3 separate regions of the Pan troglodytes genome follow, and all the other regions are linked to region 1. Evidence: chromatin contacts called from public Hi-C data. All regions are on one chromosome and are shown on one strand. Each heading gives the region's core, a stretch centred on a gene start, on an enhancer-like site or on the middle of the called end of the contact. The rest is flanking DNA. Distances are from core to core; before and after follow the strand shown. Region 1 overlaps LDLRAD3 (low density lipoprotein receptor class A domain containing 3). Region 2 has its middle 120 kb from the start of LDLRAD3. Region 3 has its middle 31 kb from the start of COMMD9.

Region 1 (2,746 bases), core at 118-2,617:
GGCCTGCTGCGTTAATGCTTTTTCTGCACAGATGGGCATTTTAGCTTCTGCTGGGAAAGTCTACAGTAACAGAAAAGCAGAGGAGTTCCATTTTCCAGGGTCAGGTTTGCCCCTCTGCCAGCTCTCCAGCCATCATGTCCTTCCAGACAGGTTCAAGCTTCTGACACACGGTCCTTGATCAGCCAGTCTGGTTCTGATCACCTTTTGAGGGATGAGGGAAGAACGCTTATAGGCTTTGCCATCTACGCTGAGAGTGTTTCCTCAAGCCTCAGCACATCACTCCTCTAGTAAGAACGTCACTGCCTTCCCATTACATTAGAATGAAACCTAGAGTCATCATGCTGCTCTCCAATTCCAGGCTTTCTCATGAAGGCCATGAAGATCTTCCCATCTTGGAAATCTTAACTACACAGGCTTCCTTGTTCCTTCTCAAGCCCAGCCAGCATATTCCCACCTCAGGGCCTTTGCACTCTCTGTTCCCACTGCCTGGAATGTCTTTTTCCCAGGGCTCAGCATGGCTCACTCCTCCATCTTACTCAGTCTCTTGAATCATTGCACTATCTGCAGTAGAATCTACACTCCCACCCTTAGTCGCTCTAACCCTCAGCCTTCTTTTCTTTCCCTTCACAGGACGCATCACTACTTGGTCTCCCCAGTTTTGTATTAAGCTGTTTGGCTAACGCCTCTGCCTTCCAGCCTCCAAGAACGTACACTCATTTGCATACTTTCATTTACCATTTTTAAAGGAGCTGCACCATACAGTGCCTACACCATGTGCCTCATAAATATTTGCATAATGTCCAAATGAACCTATAAAAGGAAAGAGTGAGGCCGGAGAACATGGCTAGCATTTTCTGAATGCTTAGTATGAGCTAAGCATTGCGCTCTGTTTCACAGATATCTTTTTCTTTAAGTTCTCACACACACACAAAAAAACATTTTACAGATAAGAAAACTGAGGTCCAGAAGTGAAGTAACTTGACACTGCTAATAAACAAAGTCAAGGTTCAAATCTTTCCCATGGCACAGCTGCTCTGCCGCCTCCTTAGATTTCTCTAAGGACCGGCCCAGCTCCAGAGGACTAGGTTTTATGGGAGAAAGAGAAAAGAGTGAAAATATGAATAATTATAAATGGATTAGCCATCATTCAATTAACCAGCTCTTTGGCCCTGCCCTTGCACCCTTTTCAGGAATTACTAATGAGACTTCCTGCCTGGTCAGCATGCTCAGTTGCTATTTATGTCAGGGAAGCTTGTCCTGTTATGATTTACATTTGCATCATCACATGCCTGCAAAGCAGATCACAGGCAACCAGCCGAGTGCCTGGCAGGGGCAGAGAGAAGCCTATCCCAGACAACAGCTGTCAGCTGCTCCCTGCCTGCATGACTTGCTACAGGGCTGTGGGGAAGGGGGGTCCTGGGCAAGGCCCCGACTGTCCCTCTCTCATCCCCTATTTCCACAAAGGGGAGATTTCCTCGTAGAACTCAGCAGCGCCTGACAGAAGGCGAAAGACTGACCCTGCCTGTCTTTAAAGTAGCCCTGACAAAGGCAGACAGGGTGACTCTACTCCATTGAATACTTGAATTCACCACTTTTCAAGGATCTGGTCCACAAACTTTTCAAAGCGGTAGCTTTCATTAGCAGGAAGATGGGGACCAAGGGTCTCCTGTGAGTTGGGTTTATTTCCTGATCTAAGTCATGTCCCCACTTTTTAGAGCCTACTTCCCACAGTCCTGGAATTCACAGATCAGCAAAATAAAAAATAAAAAAAGTAGATGAGAGTGGAGGAAAGACTAATACAATTGCCAACTTTTTATTTTACACAAAGACTTACAAAAACACCAGCAATGAGCTCTACTTACTAATACCCTAAATAAACAGCTGCCTTAGCATCCGAAATACAGGAAGGCAAAGTCTCAGAGTAAAGAACTCTCCACCCTGAAAGGGTAGAAACTTTATAGCTACATGTTCACTAGATGTCCTTATTTTTCCCATTTCACCAGAGGCCAGTGACAACCAGGTCATAAATCAGAGACAGTCCTGGGACCCATATTTGGGGTCCACGTGAGAACTAGAGGGGGCCAGGAGGCATTCCAGTGTCTCCAGGTTGTGATATCCTAAGGACAAAGACTCGTGTAACAGCTGGGGCACACAGGCAGTCCACATAGGTGCACTCAGTAACTAATTCTCACGTTCCACAGATGACAAAACTGAGGCCCAAAGAGGCAACTGGACTTGCCCAAAGTCACATAGCTATTTAGGGTCAGACTGGCCTATAGTCCAGTTCTTCTGCTCTTGAGTCCAGCTTCTTTTAACTACACTACACTTTAGGCAGGGTACCCTAGAGCCATACCTGATCAAACCCCTCATCTGGGACAGGTACAGGAGAGACTCCCAAGAAAAAGCCCTTCTCCCACAGGAGAACTTTCCAGGCCTTGTATAGAAGGCTCTTCCCCAGACATCATGCCTGTAGCTCCCAATCTGCCTGGGAAGGGCTCAGGGCTGCTCAAGGTCCGGGAGGATGATGGAAACTTCAGCATGGGCTTGCTGTCTCTGGCCACCTCCCCAGACTCTTCCCAGGCAGCAATCATACAAAAGAGCTGGACAGAGGCTGCAATGTGGAAGCCTCTCTGTTCCACCAGAACAGCCATGAAGTCAGCTAATCAGACCTGCTGCATCTCTCAGGCTATGGAAACAGCTCCTGCTGTAGCTGTGGGTCTCCAGGATCTCTCTTCTAGACCTCTGT
Region 2 (2,746 bases), core at 175-2,674, 260 kb after region 1:
CCCGCACTTTATAGTTGTTGCACTTGGGCAAGCTGGCCTCTCTGTGCCTCTTCTTTCATCTAGAAAAATAATAGTACCTAGCACTTCAGGTCGTTATGTGATTAAAACAGTTTCATTTTCTCTGACAGAGTGGCCTGTTTAAGATAAGGAGAATTTTTGAATCTGGGTAGATTGGATTCTTGCCACTTCCTGCTATCTCATCAAAGAGCCAAACATAGAACAGGGAGGGCTATGTGAAGGAATGTGCACTTCATCAAAAGCATGCATTCCGTTAATTTAAAGAAATTATAGTATGATTATTCTATCATAGCAACAAGATATAAATAGATATTAATAAGTAAAATCAGGTTAGTTGCTGAAAAATGCCATTCATAATAAGGTTGCATTACATAAATGTTTGCATATGTAAATGTCCTGTAATGCCCATGGACTTTAATTGCTGCATTTGGCATGGAAAATTACCAGCTCTGCTACTACTAGTGGTGTGATCTCAGGCAACATTCTTTACCTCTCTGAGCCTCAATTTCATTGGCCATAAAATGAGACTAATTTTTTTCTTGTATTAAAGGACCACATGAGATAATGTATGTAAAAAGACTGAAAACTGGAAAGTACAATAGTTTTTTAGGTATTTAATCATTGTTGTAATTAATAGCCACAGTGAAAATATATTCAAGGACAATGTAAAGATTTGAGCTTACAGTTTCAAATACCAACCTTAAGAATGATCCAGAAATACTAAACTCATGTGTTTTTTTGTTTTTAAAACTATGACATCTATAAGTTGGAGACATTTGCTTTTTGAGACATTGTCTTTTTTATTATATAATCTTTAGTCCTCATGGCATCCTCTTTAGAGACCAAACAGCAATTAGTGAACTGTTTCAGACAGAAATCTGGATGGTCCAAGATCCTGGATTAAGATAGCTCTATTTATGAATGCATTTTCAGATTAAACAGGAAAAGTGTATTAAACCAAGCACTTCATTGTGGATAAGGAAAATCGATATCCTGTGGGTTGGACTGTTTTTAGTCTTACTACAAAAATGGATGCACTATTTATACGTGTTTTCTCCAGTCATGGCTATTAGCTCTTCACTTCAAGTTCACTCACTCAGCCACTACGGTGGAGAGCCAGTCATTGTAGGTTAAAAGCAACTAATGTTAGACCCCTGCTGGCCTGGTCTGGCACTGCACGGGGAAACACAATCTCCAATTCTTATTAGTGGGGAAATTGGTTTACAAAAGCAGAGCTGAGACGCCAAGGATTTGGTTTTGCCTCCCTTGATATCTAGGTGCCAATATGGGAGCAAGAAGAAAAGTGGGATTTGCCTTACAATGGAGAAGTTCTTGAGGAGGAACTGGGGATTATAATCTCCCTTCAGGGCGGTTGGGACTTGGATCAGCCTGCCCCACAAGCTCCCTCTTCATTGCTAACAGCTTGGAGGCTGGCACTGAGCTTTTCCATGTGTTCACACTCATTGTTGGTTGCACTCTCCAACCTCTAGGGGGCGCAGAGGCGTTCGCCTCAGCTTTTTTTTTTTTTTTTTTTTTTTGAGGCAGAGTCTCACTCTGTCCCCAAGGCTGGAGGGGGCAGTGGCACGATCTCAGCTCACTGCAACCTCCGCCTCCCGGGTTCACGCGATTCTCATGCCTCCACCTACCGAGTAGCTGGGATTACAGGCATAAACCACCATGCCCAGCTAATTTTTGTATTTTTAGTACAGACGGGGTTTCACCATGTTGGCCAGGCTGGTCTCCAACCCCTGGCCTCAAGTGATTCACCCACCTCAGCCTCCCAAAGTGTTGGAATTAGAGGCGTGAGCCACCACGCCTGGCCTTCAGCTTTTTCATTTTGTTGCTCCAAGACAAGGAGCCGGGACTAGGAAGGGTCAAGGGCACGATGGAGCGCTCAATGATACACGTGATGCGGCTGCTACAATAGGAGTCGTCATCTGTGGGTAAAAAAGCAACCAGAATTACAATACTTTTCCTTCTTGTGGTCTGTACTTTCTCCTCTTCTCTCGTGAAACTGGAATGAATGGGGCCCAGAGAAAACGAAGCGCAGAACAAGAGAAGGATAGCAAGAAGGGCCCAAACAAAACAAGAGCCTCAAATGGGCAAAGCTTTTGTTTTGGGGAAAGGGATCTCGGTTAATGCTCCTGTTTGGTAGAAATCAGACATAACAGGAATGAGGTTAGGGAGTGGTAAAGTGGTAAGGGGCTTGGCTCCACTTCCAACTCAGTGTTTTTGGTTAACATGAATAGGTAAACCCTAAAGGATTGGGATTGGGGAATCATGAGAGATGGGAAAAATCCCACTTTTCTTTGCTTGAACATGGCCTAGCAGATGACCTTTTCTTCTCACAGTAGAGAGCTCTAAGGAAGGTTATCAAAGTCCAAAAGTTAGGGTTTTAACTCATTTGACCTACTCTACTGGCCCTATGACTTGAAGGTCACAGTCGTGAGATGGGATTATACTGAGAACCAGGGTATCGTTCAACAATGTTCCTTGATCTCTTCCTCATTAGGGCTTGTGCCTCTTCAGAGTTTGGCTGGAGTGACACAAATCCACTCTTCCCAGTTAAAGAAAAGTCATCCTGATTAGCTTCCCAGAGAATGTTCTGTGATTGCAGGAAGGAAAGTTGTGATTCCCAATCTGAACTTGGAGGCCTCAGTGATTTTCGGAAGCACTGTTTGCTGGGCTGAGTCAGCAGAGACAAACCTACCCTTGATTTTCTGGAGAG
Region 3 (2,746 bases), core at 105-2,604, 180 kb before region 1:
GAGGTACAGAGGTTGTGGAGCATGTCAAGGGACCCCCAGGGAGGCTGAGCTGGGGACATGACATCTGACTGAGACTGGAAGCATAAGTAAGAGTTAGCCAGAGGGTAACAGCTCTTGCTGTCTTGGATGGCTGGTAAGGGATATGCAGAGATCAGGAATCCCTAGTTCTGACTCAGGCCAGGCAGCATCAGGAGTCTCAAGAAAACAAACCCTGGAGATTGGCAGGTCTGAGAGCAGGGCGGGGGGCCACACTAGTCTTGTTCACCTTCTATCCCCATTGCTTAGTCTTTGGCACGTGGTAGGTCCTTGGTGAAAGGTTGAGGGGAAGCACATGCTATGGGGACTGGAAACCCCGTCCCACTCATGTCACTGCTGAGTGTCATCACAAGAAAGCCCCCCAGGCCATGGTCCCTCTGAATGAGAAGCGTCTACTAGTCTCCCCTCCTCAGACCTCAATTGAGCCTTTAGCTGCCCCAGTGAACATGTCCTACTGGCCCAGCCTCAGTTCTGCTCCCTCCCCTGATAAAGGAGGGAGGGACACAGGGAAGATAGCCAGGCAGAGGGACAGCACATGCAAAGGCTCAGAGGAGACAGTGAAGTGCTCAGAACTGACTGCAGGAATTCACGCTCATTCAGTCTGGCTGGAACCTCCAACTCATGGGCCTGTAATTCTTTGATTCCTGTTTTTTTCTCTACTAGGCTATGAGGTTTATAAGGGCGGGGCCTGTGCCCTTTTCCTCCATCCCTTTCTCTTTTTCCTCCCTCCCTTCTTTTCTTCCTTCCCCGTTTCTTTCCTCATTTTACCTCTTGGCTATATCACTGGTGTCTCAAATATTGGTGAGTGAGTGAGTGAATGGACTTAGGTCTGGGAGGTTGCCCCAGGGAGAACCAAGTCTTGAGTGGTCTGCATTTGTTCTGAAGCCCTTTCTCCTCTCTTCTGTCCCTCTCCACCAGCACAGTGGTTCCCAGGGGTGCCTCTACAGCACCTTCATGCCGTCTCCAGCCCAGCAGTCCCCAGCTGCTCCTGCATGCTGGAGGTGGGGCTGCTGGGAGCCTGGCCAGCTGTGGGAGAGTAGTAAGAAGTGGGTCCCTGCTGACCTGTCCTTCCTTAAGCTTTGTCCTGGACCTTTTCCCTCTGAACCTTGCTGCCGACGAAGATGGAGCACCTGCAGAAGCTCTGTACTCCATCCAGACAAACAGTGGAAGCTGCACGGACAGTCCTCCCCAGGGCTGGAGCTGCCAGGGCTCAGAGGCTACCACAACACAGAACTCTGGGCCTCACTACACACGTGTCCTGGCCTCATCCAATGCACTTCCCTTTTCCAAACCCCCTGAAGCGTCTCACTTTTCTAAGCTATGCATTCAGCGATTCCTGCAGGGGGAGCACTAGTCCAGAAAGAAGGCCCGCCATCAGCTGCCCAGTCCCGGGGTAAGTCGCCTGCCCTCCCATCTGCTGAGCCCTGGGATAAAAGAAACTCGCTCATGCTAGGAATGGGGCTGGAATCAGGGACTCCTCCCAAACCCTTTTTATCCTAGACAGTGCAGACCTGGCTGTGATCTGCCTCCTTTCCTCAGAGCCCCACCCTGTGGCACCGTCAAGTGAGGCTCCTTTGTGATCGCTCCCTCACGAGTTGTAAAGAGCGGTTCTCTTCTCTGTTCACAACGTGGGTCCATTTGCCATGCCCTTCAGTTCCACTGTCCACACTAGTTTAGGTGTAGCCCTCACCTGGACTCCTGACATCCTCCTAACAGGCTTCACCCCTTCTGTTGTCCCCTGAAATCCATTCTGTGCCAGATGGCTGAGTGGTCACTTTAAACCCATCAGATGTCATCACTCTTACACTTAAAACCTGCCACGAGGCTCATCATAACACCTGCGGTCCTTGTCCCAGCCTCCCCGGCTCAGTGGGCCCCCTCTCCTCCCTGCACTTTCCCCAGGCATGCTGACCTCCCTCTGTTCCTCAATCACATTGAACTCCCTTCTGCACAAGACCTTGGCACCAACTGTTTGGTCACCCTAGAATACACTTCCCCCAGATCCACATGTGGCTGCGCAGGGTTCAGCTCCAGTGTGACCTTCTCAGGGAGGCTTCCTTGACCACTCAACCCAAAGTCACAGAGCATCTTTTTTACGTATCACACTTGCTGAAATGATCTTGTTTGGCATTGTCTGTGTACTCCCACTGGAAGACAAGCTCTAGGAGAGTGTGAACCCTGTTTGTCATTTTCACTGTGGGGTCCCCACCTTCTGGAGCTTGAATTCCCTTCTCTTTAGAGCTCTGCGGGAGCTATATCTTTGTCACGGTTCTGAATCTTTTCAACAAACACTTTTGTTACGTAGGAGGTCCAGCAGCCCCTTGCTTTTGGTTTTCAAAACTTAACTAAGATTCACAAATTAGAGCTCAGATCCAATCTCAGAGGACAGAGAATACTCCAGTTGATTGGCTTCTCTTTCTTTGATGTGAAGCCCTTTCATTTCTCCTACCTGCCTGCTGCCTTGCCCCACTCCATCTGCCTCCATCCTCCACAGACAGGCCCCTGGCCCCAGCCCTACTCCCTTGCCACCCATCCATCAAAGGAAGACAAGATCGGCTCAGGAGCCCCTGAGCTTATCTGAAGCAAAGAAAACTAGGAAAAGAAGATACAAACAACATGCAGGGAGGGGAACAGGGCTATCAGAGGCCCTGGTCACAGAAGAAATCAGCCAAGAAGCGTGCCAGGTGTCTGTGAGGGCGCGCAACCCTGA

What was found. A called contact is a pair of places that touch in the nucleus more often than the background predicts.
Region 2: a Hi-C map of stem cell-derived neural progenitor cells shows a contact between it and region 1, with 4 times the contacts expected there. The contact joins two enhancer-like sites. A contact is called at or near these places in 2 of 7 Hi-C or Micro-C datasets (induced pluripotent stem cells and stem cell-derived neural progenitor cells) and 1 of 1 other capture datasets (stem cell-derived neural stem cells).
Region 3: a contact with region 1 is called in a Hi-C map of stem cell-derived neural progenitor cells, with 4 times the contacts expected there. The contact joins two enhancer-like sites. A contact is called at or near these places in 3 of 7 Hi-C or Micro-C datasets (induced pluripotent stem cells and stem cell-derived neural progenitor cells).

The regions. Positions count from the first base shown.
Region 1 is chr9:40,086,747-40,089,492 of NHGRI_mPanTro3-v2.0_pri, reverse strand. All of the region lies in intron 2 of LDLRAD3 (low density lipoprotein receptor class A domain containing 3), which reads right to left. Among named protein-coding and RNA genes, the nearest start is that of LDLRAD3, 130 kb to the right of the region's middle. Within about 2 kb of position 1,367, at least 11 of the 24 cell types and tissues checked have an H3K27ac peak or open chromatin away from gene starts, as enhancers often do. A contact at or near this core is called in stem cell-derived neural progenitor cells and stem cell-derived neural stem cells, where this site is marked.
Region 2 is chr9:39,831,614-39,834,359 of NHGRI_mPanTro3-v2.0_pri, reverse strand. No RefSeq gene overlaps it. Among named protein-coding and RNA genes, the nearest start is that of LDLRAD3, 120 kb to the left of the region's middle. Within about 2 kb of position 1,424, at least 11 of the 24 cell types and tissues checked have an H3K27ac peak or open chromatin away from gene starts, as enhancers often do. A contact at or near this core is called in stem cell-derived neural progenitor cells and stem cell-derived neural stem cells, where this site is marked.
Region 3 is chr9:40,270,064-40,272,809 of NHGRI_mPanTro3-v2.0_pri, reverse strand. No RefSeq gene overlaps it. Among named protein-coding and RNA genes, the nearest start is that of COMMD9, 31 kb to the left of the region's middle. Within about 2 kb of position 1,354, at least 4 of the 24 cell types and tissues checked have an H3K27ac peak or open chromatin away from gene starts, as enhancers often do. A contact at or near this core is called in stem cell-derived neural progenitor cells, where this site is marked.